Regions from separate parts of the Mus musculus genome. Here region 1 is linked to region 2. A link is a contact called in public HiChIP or PLAC-seq data. All regions are on one chromosome and are shown on one strand. Each heading gives the region's core, a stretch centred on a gene start, on an enhancer-like site or on the middle of the called end of the contact. The rest is flanking DNA. Distances are from core to core; before and after follow the strand shown.

Region 1 (3,169 bases), core at 603-3,102, 57 kb before region 2:
TGAACTGCCCGAAAGAACTGACTAAGAACTATGTCTAAAAGTTTATCTCTACCATCCACCCAACAGCTTAAAGACATATGAAATATGATATAGTAAAAGCACACAAACATCTCCTGCCACAGCTTGCACACATACGTCACTAAGTTATTGGCTTGTCTTACAGATCAACTCATCTATCATCCTAGGTAACAATATTGTATCCTTAACAATAAGCTTTTCCAAGAAAGGATCTTGAAAGTGTTGGGTAACTCGGGAGGTATTTTAACCATGGACACATGAGAAATGTTCTCTCCCTGTTGCTGGGATCCACCCAACTCCACGTTCACAATGATCTCACCCCACAAAAGATAAAGGAATAAATAACAGTACGCACAGCTGTGGCTACCATAACACATCATGAAAGTATTTACCTTGTCAACAAGTTCCTGGTAAAGGGATAATCTAAGAAAGGTATGCCCTAATCCATTTCAGCTTACTCATACTTTAAATGAGGAAGACAAACGACCATTTTGAATGCTTCATCTACTTATTGTACTTTACCAAAAGCTCACTTAAATATTTGTGTCCTGTGAACTCAGCGGAGGCCATTGTTCTTCTGAGAGCTTCAGTTTGCAATGTTTATTCAGTTCCAGGTATAAGGCCCAGGAAGAATGAGCCAATGAGTGGTAGTAGCAACAGGGGATTCTTTGCTTATCAAGGTGATGGAAACACCAAAGCTAGATTCATTCTTCGATTCATCTAACAAATGTCTACAGGTGGCTAAGACCCTGGAAATGTCTCCCAGTATGACCTCTCTAACTTTTATCTTCATGATTTAATGGCCCAGTGTTACCAGTGGCTCTGGTGATATCACACTCAGAAAAGTAGTTCATTTCTGCCCTCCAACAGAAATGAAGAGCTCTAAAGGGCTCATTGAAATCAGTCTCGTCATAGGAAATGCAGAGTCTCTCAGAAGAAAATATCCTTGTAAACTTAGAGAAACATACAAATTCAAATGCCAGCACATTTATTTCCAATAATCTGGCTTGCTAATTTTTAAATTTACTTTTAAAAATGTGTATGTGTGGTACGTGCAAATATATACATATATATGTATATATGTATAGATACACACATATGCATGTATGTAAGAGATGAGCACGTATATTTTCACCTTAATTTTTGAGACAAGGTCTCTCACTACTCCTCTAGCTAAAGGATTGAAAGGATTGACTAGGCTGACTGGCCACCAAGCTTTGGAAACTTTCTTGTCTCTTCTTGCCCTCTCCGTTAGCTCTGGAGTCACAGATGCAGGCTCAGTCACAGATGCAGGCTCTGTCATTCTTCATTTTATGTGGGTGCCGGGGATCTTACATTTGTGAGCCCTGCACCCACTAAAGGATCTCTCCAGTCTCTGCTTATTCATTTTAAAGGATAACTTTGTGTATTACATAGAATTTTATGTTTTCTCATCACCCAGCACTCACTAGTTTGTAACTAATATTTTATAAAAGACCATTGAGTGAATGACAGTCTGAGTGACTAACCAAAGTTCTACAAAATAAGGATGTGACTCATAGGACAGTGTGTCCTTCCCTGATGCTTCTACACATTCATGTTACTTAGTTGACATTCAAATTTTTTTGATTGAAGCAGTGAAAAATCCTCAAAGTAGATGATATTATGGAAAAATTTTAATGATTTAGAAAGACCCAGTTTAAACCAACCCTGTCCACATTTCAGTAATTAATATGAAAAATAAAGATGTATTTGAGAAAGCCATCCAAGTGTCTTTCTAGGCAGGATATGCTCTGCCTTTGAGTCATGAACCCGAGCACAGGGACTCATACATACCAATGAACTTGGTCCTGTATCCAAAGCAGCATTAGGCAGGTACAAAGTCAGAGCCACAACAGTGAGTCAGCCCACATGTACTACAGACTCAGTGATTACAAAGTGGGCTGTTGGGCGTGTCACAGAGACAACTCTGGCACAGTGACCGACCTTGTCTGATTTCCATAATGTTCTGCCTAGTTCTTCAGGGCTACCTTCTTTGTCATAGGTGCAGCCCTCTTGATGAAAACTTAACTAACTATTCGCTAGAACTATTGATTCATATTCCTCTAATATAGCATGCTCATGAAACACATGGACAGAAAACAAAGCCAAGGGGTAAAAAGAAAAAAGAAAAAAAAAGGCAGGGGTGGTGAGCAGAAAGGAGCTTTTGTCCAGGAGACTCAAGTGAAATTCAATTATCTTCTTAGTGGTCGTAAGTATGGATATTGTCATGTGTGGACTTTTAGTGAGCCAAGTAGTCAATTGTTGATGTAGGTATTTGATTAGCAAGGTCTGTTGATGCTTTGAAACCTGGAAGGATGGAAATAGCTACAAAGTTAAAGAATTTTATCAATATGGGTAAGTTTGTTTTTCTATTCTTCTGTACTAAATGCCACTTCCAACTCAGTCGGTATTGTCTTTGGATGTTTTGAATTATAATTTAAGGTGTAACAAAAAAGAAAAGTAGCTTACCCACAGCTTGTTCCGTTTGTCATGTTCTGGTTGAAGGAGCTGTTGATCCATACAATGGTGTTATTCATACACACTTTTTCTGGAATACTGAGTTCTTGTCTTTCAATGTCATATTCAACAAAAATATCTGTCAGTATACCAAACACAATAATCATGCCTGGCTGGGCCATTCCATGGAGCAATGCGCACACACTTCCCATAAACATCAGCCAGTTGTCTTTTGATGAAGAAAATCGAAACTTGAAAAACAAAGGGTTCAGAGATTATCTATATGTAAAAAGCACATGGGAGATGGGGTGGGGGGATGGGCAGGAGGGCTATTTAATTTCACCTCTATTCTGTTAAACAACATTCAACACCAGGTGCTTGTGGGGGTCATCTCTGAGCAGTTGTCTTCACACTAATTATGTAAAAGTACTAGCTATCAATTGTCTAAAACATCAGATCCTTATATTACGCCCAAATCTTTGAGCCTCTTCTCCTCAGACCAGGAGCTGACTTTACTACCTTCCAAGTCTTCATCACAGATGCCATTACCAGGTAGACATACTGAGTGAACATTTAACAGCGCAGGAAGTTGCCTCTCAGCTCTGAGAACCCATCCGGACAACAGGCAAATTGTTGCTTAAAAATGCTCCATCCTAAACGGTGGTGGCACACC
Region 2 (3,186 bases), core at 329-2,828:
AACTTTCAGGAACCAATTCTCTCCTTCTACCATGAGGAGATCTTGCAGATTGAAGTTGGTCTGTCACGTTTTCGAGGCGGCATCTTTTACCCTCTGATGGTGAATGATTACCGTCTCACTGGCCCTCACAGCTGACATCCTAAAGGGACAGAGCAAAACGAAGCAGAACTCAGTATGTAACTTTGAACATGGCTGCGATTTCAGCCTGGAGACAGGGCTGCTAACAAATGATTCCATTCGTGAACACCTTTGTCAATACCCAGCTGACAAGCTGAGGAAGGGGTTGTTTTAACCCCACCCCCACCTCTACCCCACATGCCTAGACACTGAACCTTTCAGTTTTATCAACAGTACTGAGAGACCACGCCAAGTAGAGGGCAAGAATTCCCAACCATAGCATGCAAATCAGGCTCGACATTTCATTTTTTTTAAGTCCATTTGGGGAATTTTTAAAAACAGAGCGGCACTGAGTGAGATTATTGAGTAGAGCTTGCAAAAGGTGTAACCTTTTCTTTGGCCTTTCCCTTCAGTCCTCCAGGACCACCCAGGTGCCTGAGGCTCTCTCCACCTCTCAGAAATAATAGCCTGCTTATAAGGAGGATTAATTACCATAGCTGTCTTCATATGGATTTCAATCCATGAGGTTTTTCTCTGAGGCCACAAGTTTGTGCCTGTACTCTGTATTGAGCGTTATTAAAGGGGGAAAGTATATTTTGCATATATCAGGTACCCCAAATATTTTTCTGGATAAACTAGTCTTTTGTCGTTGTGGAGGAACTAGGAACCACACCTACCTAATTTAAAAAGCAGTAGCCCTGTCTAGACTCCGGTAGAGGGATGGGCTCTTTCATTTGCTTGCTCTGAGGAGGAAATAGTAACTACTCTTCAAGAAGGAACAGAGCAGAGGTGGAAGCAGAAGAATACAGCTTGAAATTAGAAGTAAAACTTCAGTGCACTGTTGGCTTGCCTGTACTATCATGAGTAGGAGAGGCTGGGGGGGGGGGGGAGTTGGCAAGCTGCAGGGAAGGTGGGTGGCATCTCATCCCCCACCCCTTACAGCTTCAGCTGGCACCAAGCAATGCCAGGTCTGCTGGAAGCAGCTCTGGAAAAGGCCAGCTGGAGGTGAGGGGGCAGTCCTTTCTCGTTTTCACTTCCAGAGACATTTTCTAGATGTTTTGTCATACCTTAAAACACAAATTAGGAAAAGAAACCACAAATCATTCCCAAACCATATTTGGTCATTTATTATGTTGATCTTCTTGCTCATAAAAATTGTTTGTTTGTTTGTTTGTTTGTTTGTTTGTTTTTCAGTGAAATGATCAGTTCCTTGCACCAGGAGATTTACAAAAGATACAAAATAATTTTTTTTTAAAAAAGCTTCTTAGTTACTTGATTTCAGCCTCCTCCTTTGGTCAAGATAGCATGAGTAGTTTTCTCTAGCTAGCCACACTTAATTTATAAAAAGCACTGACGATTCCTTTGGAAACCTGTGACCTACAATCTCCCCGCCCTCCATCCACGGAGGAGAGACTTAGTCACCACTTGGTGTTGCAATAGGTGTGACTCACTGAGAGAAGTGGAAGTCTTCACACATGCAGGTCTCAGAGCTCCGCAGACCGCAGGCACCTTGAGAGGATCAGCTTGACGGAGCTGCACTTCCTTCCCCTGGACCACAGCAGGAAGGTGACAATCTGCAGCAGCGGAGCAAGTCGCCCTCAGCTTCTGCACTGCGAGTCATCTTCAGCGAGGTAACCGATGACTGTCCGATCGTTTGTCCCTTCACTCATGTCCTTGATTTTCCGTGTTCCTATAGAACAAACCAAGTTGTCTTTCAGCTGAGGTCAACTGTGCTTCTTTAACAGTTTGAGAAGGATGGGAGCAAAGTCCATCTCATACAGAAATGATCTGGGCGGCCCAGGAACTTGACTGAAACTCTCCTAGGACAGGGCTCTGTGACTATCCTGTAGCATCCTGCAGTCACAACCAAATACCTCTCTGTCTCTCTCCCTCCCTCCCTCCCTCATCACTCAATTCCTATTTGGCATCTTCTGTGGCTTTGAAGACTAATGAGAAATTGGTGACCTCAGCTTTCCAAGAGTTGTGGACATGTTAAAGAGTGCCTGGGGGTGGACCCATAACCACCAAGTGCGGACTAATCTGTTTCTCCACCTACTTTCCCAGTATTATCAGTTTCTGTAAACACATGTAGATGAACACTAAACTAGAAAAGAAAAACAATGTTGGGGATGAAGAAAAGTATTTCTAAGGAGCATGCTGGCCCAGGGTTCTGAGCTGTCAGAAAGAAAAAAAAATCCACATTTTATGATAAAGTGACTTGATATTTCAGATGCTCATGCACACACTAGGGTTTCAGCTGGTGGGGGCAATAATTCTGTAAAGCCTTGTGACACTCTTGGCCCAAAGCTAGGGTCCGGGTTTTATATATCTTAGTGTCACCTGGCACATATTAAATGCTCTGAAATACCCTTGGCTAGATGAGGCATGATGTAAGAATGGAAAGTTCTTTCATTTTTTGTGCTGGATATTTTCACATTTGAAAATGGTGTCCAAGTTTTAGACTAAACCTTTATACAAGGAAAACTTGTTACTTCATACATTGCAAGAGACAAGACCCTTGTGACAAATGTCATATTCTCAAGGGATATAATTTAAAAACACTAACATTTTCCTCTGGAGCAAAGCTAACTGTGGTTAAAAGACAGTGAGAGATTTGAGTATGCTCACTGGAGTGATACACACATATACTCAATTCTAAACTTCCTTTGGGACCATACGTTATAATAGCATTCTGCATGAAATCCCTTCCAGCTAGCAGTTAGTATTTTGTGGTCATAGATTTAAGAGTGACTCCTAATGTGCCATTACCGTCAGAAGGCACACAGACAAAACAATAAACCCAAAAGGACTTTAGGAGATTAATATTCATTCGCAAAGATGCTCTGGTAAATTGCTTTAATTTAAGAGTGTTCTCCTTAGACGTGTTTGTCCCTCTGGTGAGGCAGGACAGCCCCTGCTGGAGCTGCAGAGGAAGCACAGTTGAGAACTTCTCCCACCACCCACTGGGCGTGGAGCTGTGCCCTTCCGCAGGGACTCTGGTGAAATGTAACTAAGGAAACGTCTCTTCTTCCTGTTCTGGGAGGGAACTCACCATTCCAGGATGCCGAG

Evidence for each region. HiChIP or PLAC-seq counts read pairs in DNA pulled down with a chosen protein or histone mark.
Region 1: a BATF HiChIP or PLAC-seq map of CD8 T cells shows a contact between it and region 2, with 6 read pairs. The contact joins the enhancer-like site here to the promoter of Dhrs9 in region 2. A contact is called at or near these places in 4 of 39 promoter capture datasets (the 3T3-L1 cell line, 3T3-L1-derived adipocytes, the SN4741 cell line and 1 more), 3 of 484 Hi-C or Micro-C datasets (muscle stem cells, nephron progenitors and reprogramming fibroblasts), 2 of 115 datasets of contacts at active chromatin or transcription factors (CD8 T cells and fibro-adipogenic progenitors) and 2 of 9 other capture datasets (adipose tissue and liver).

The regions. Positions count from the first base shown.
Region 1 is chr2:69,321,324-69,324,492 of GRCm38.p6, forward strand. Abcb11 (ATP-binding cassette, sub-family B (MDR/TAP), member 11) reads right to left here. Exons shown (of 28, transcript NM_021022.3): 5 at 2,509-2,747. Among named protein-coding and RNA genes, the nearest start is that of Abcb11, 20 kb to the right of the region's middle. Within about 2 kb of position 1,853, at least 26 of the 459 cell types and tissues checked have an H3K27ac peak or open chromatin away from gene starts, as enhancers often do. A contact at or near this core is called in CD8 T cells, where this site is marked.
Region 2 is chr2:69,378,884-69,382,069 of GRCm38.p6, forward strand. Dhrs9 (dehydrogenase/reductase (SDR family) member 9) reads left to right here and starts at 1,579. Exons shown (of 5, transcript NM_175512.2): 1 at 1,579-1,748. Gm36393 (a long non-coding RNA gene) reads right to left here. Exons shown (of 6, transcript XR_003953850.1): 5 at 1,569-3,186; 6 at 1-139.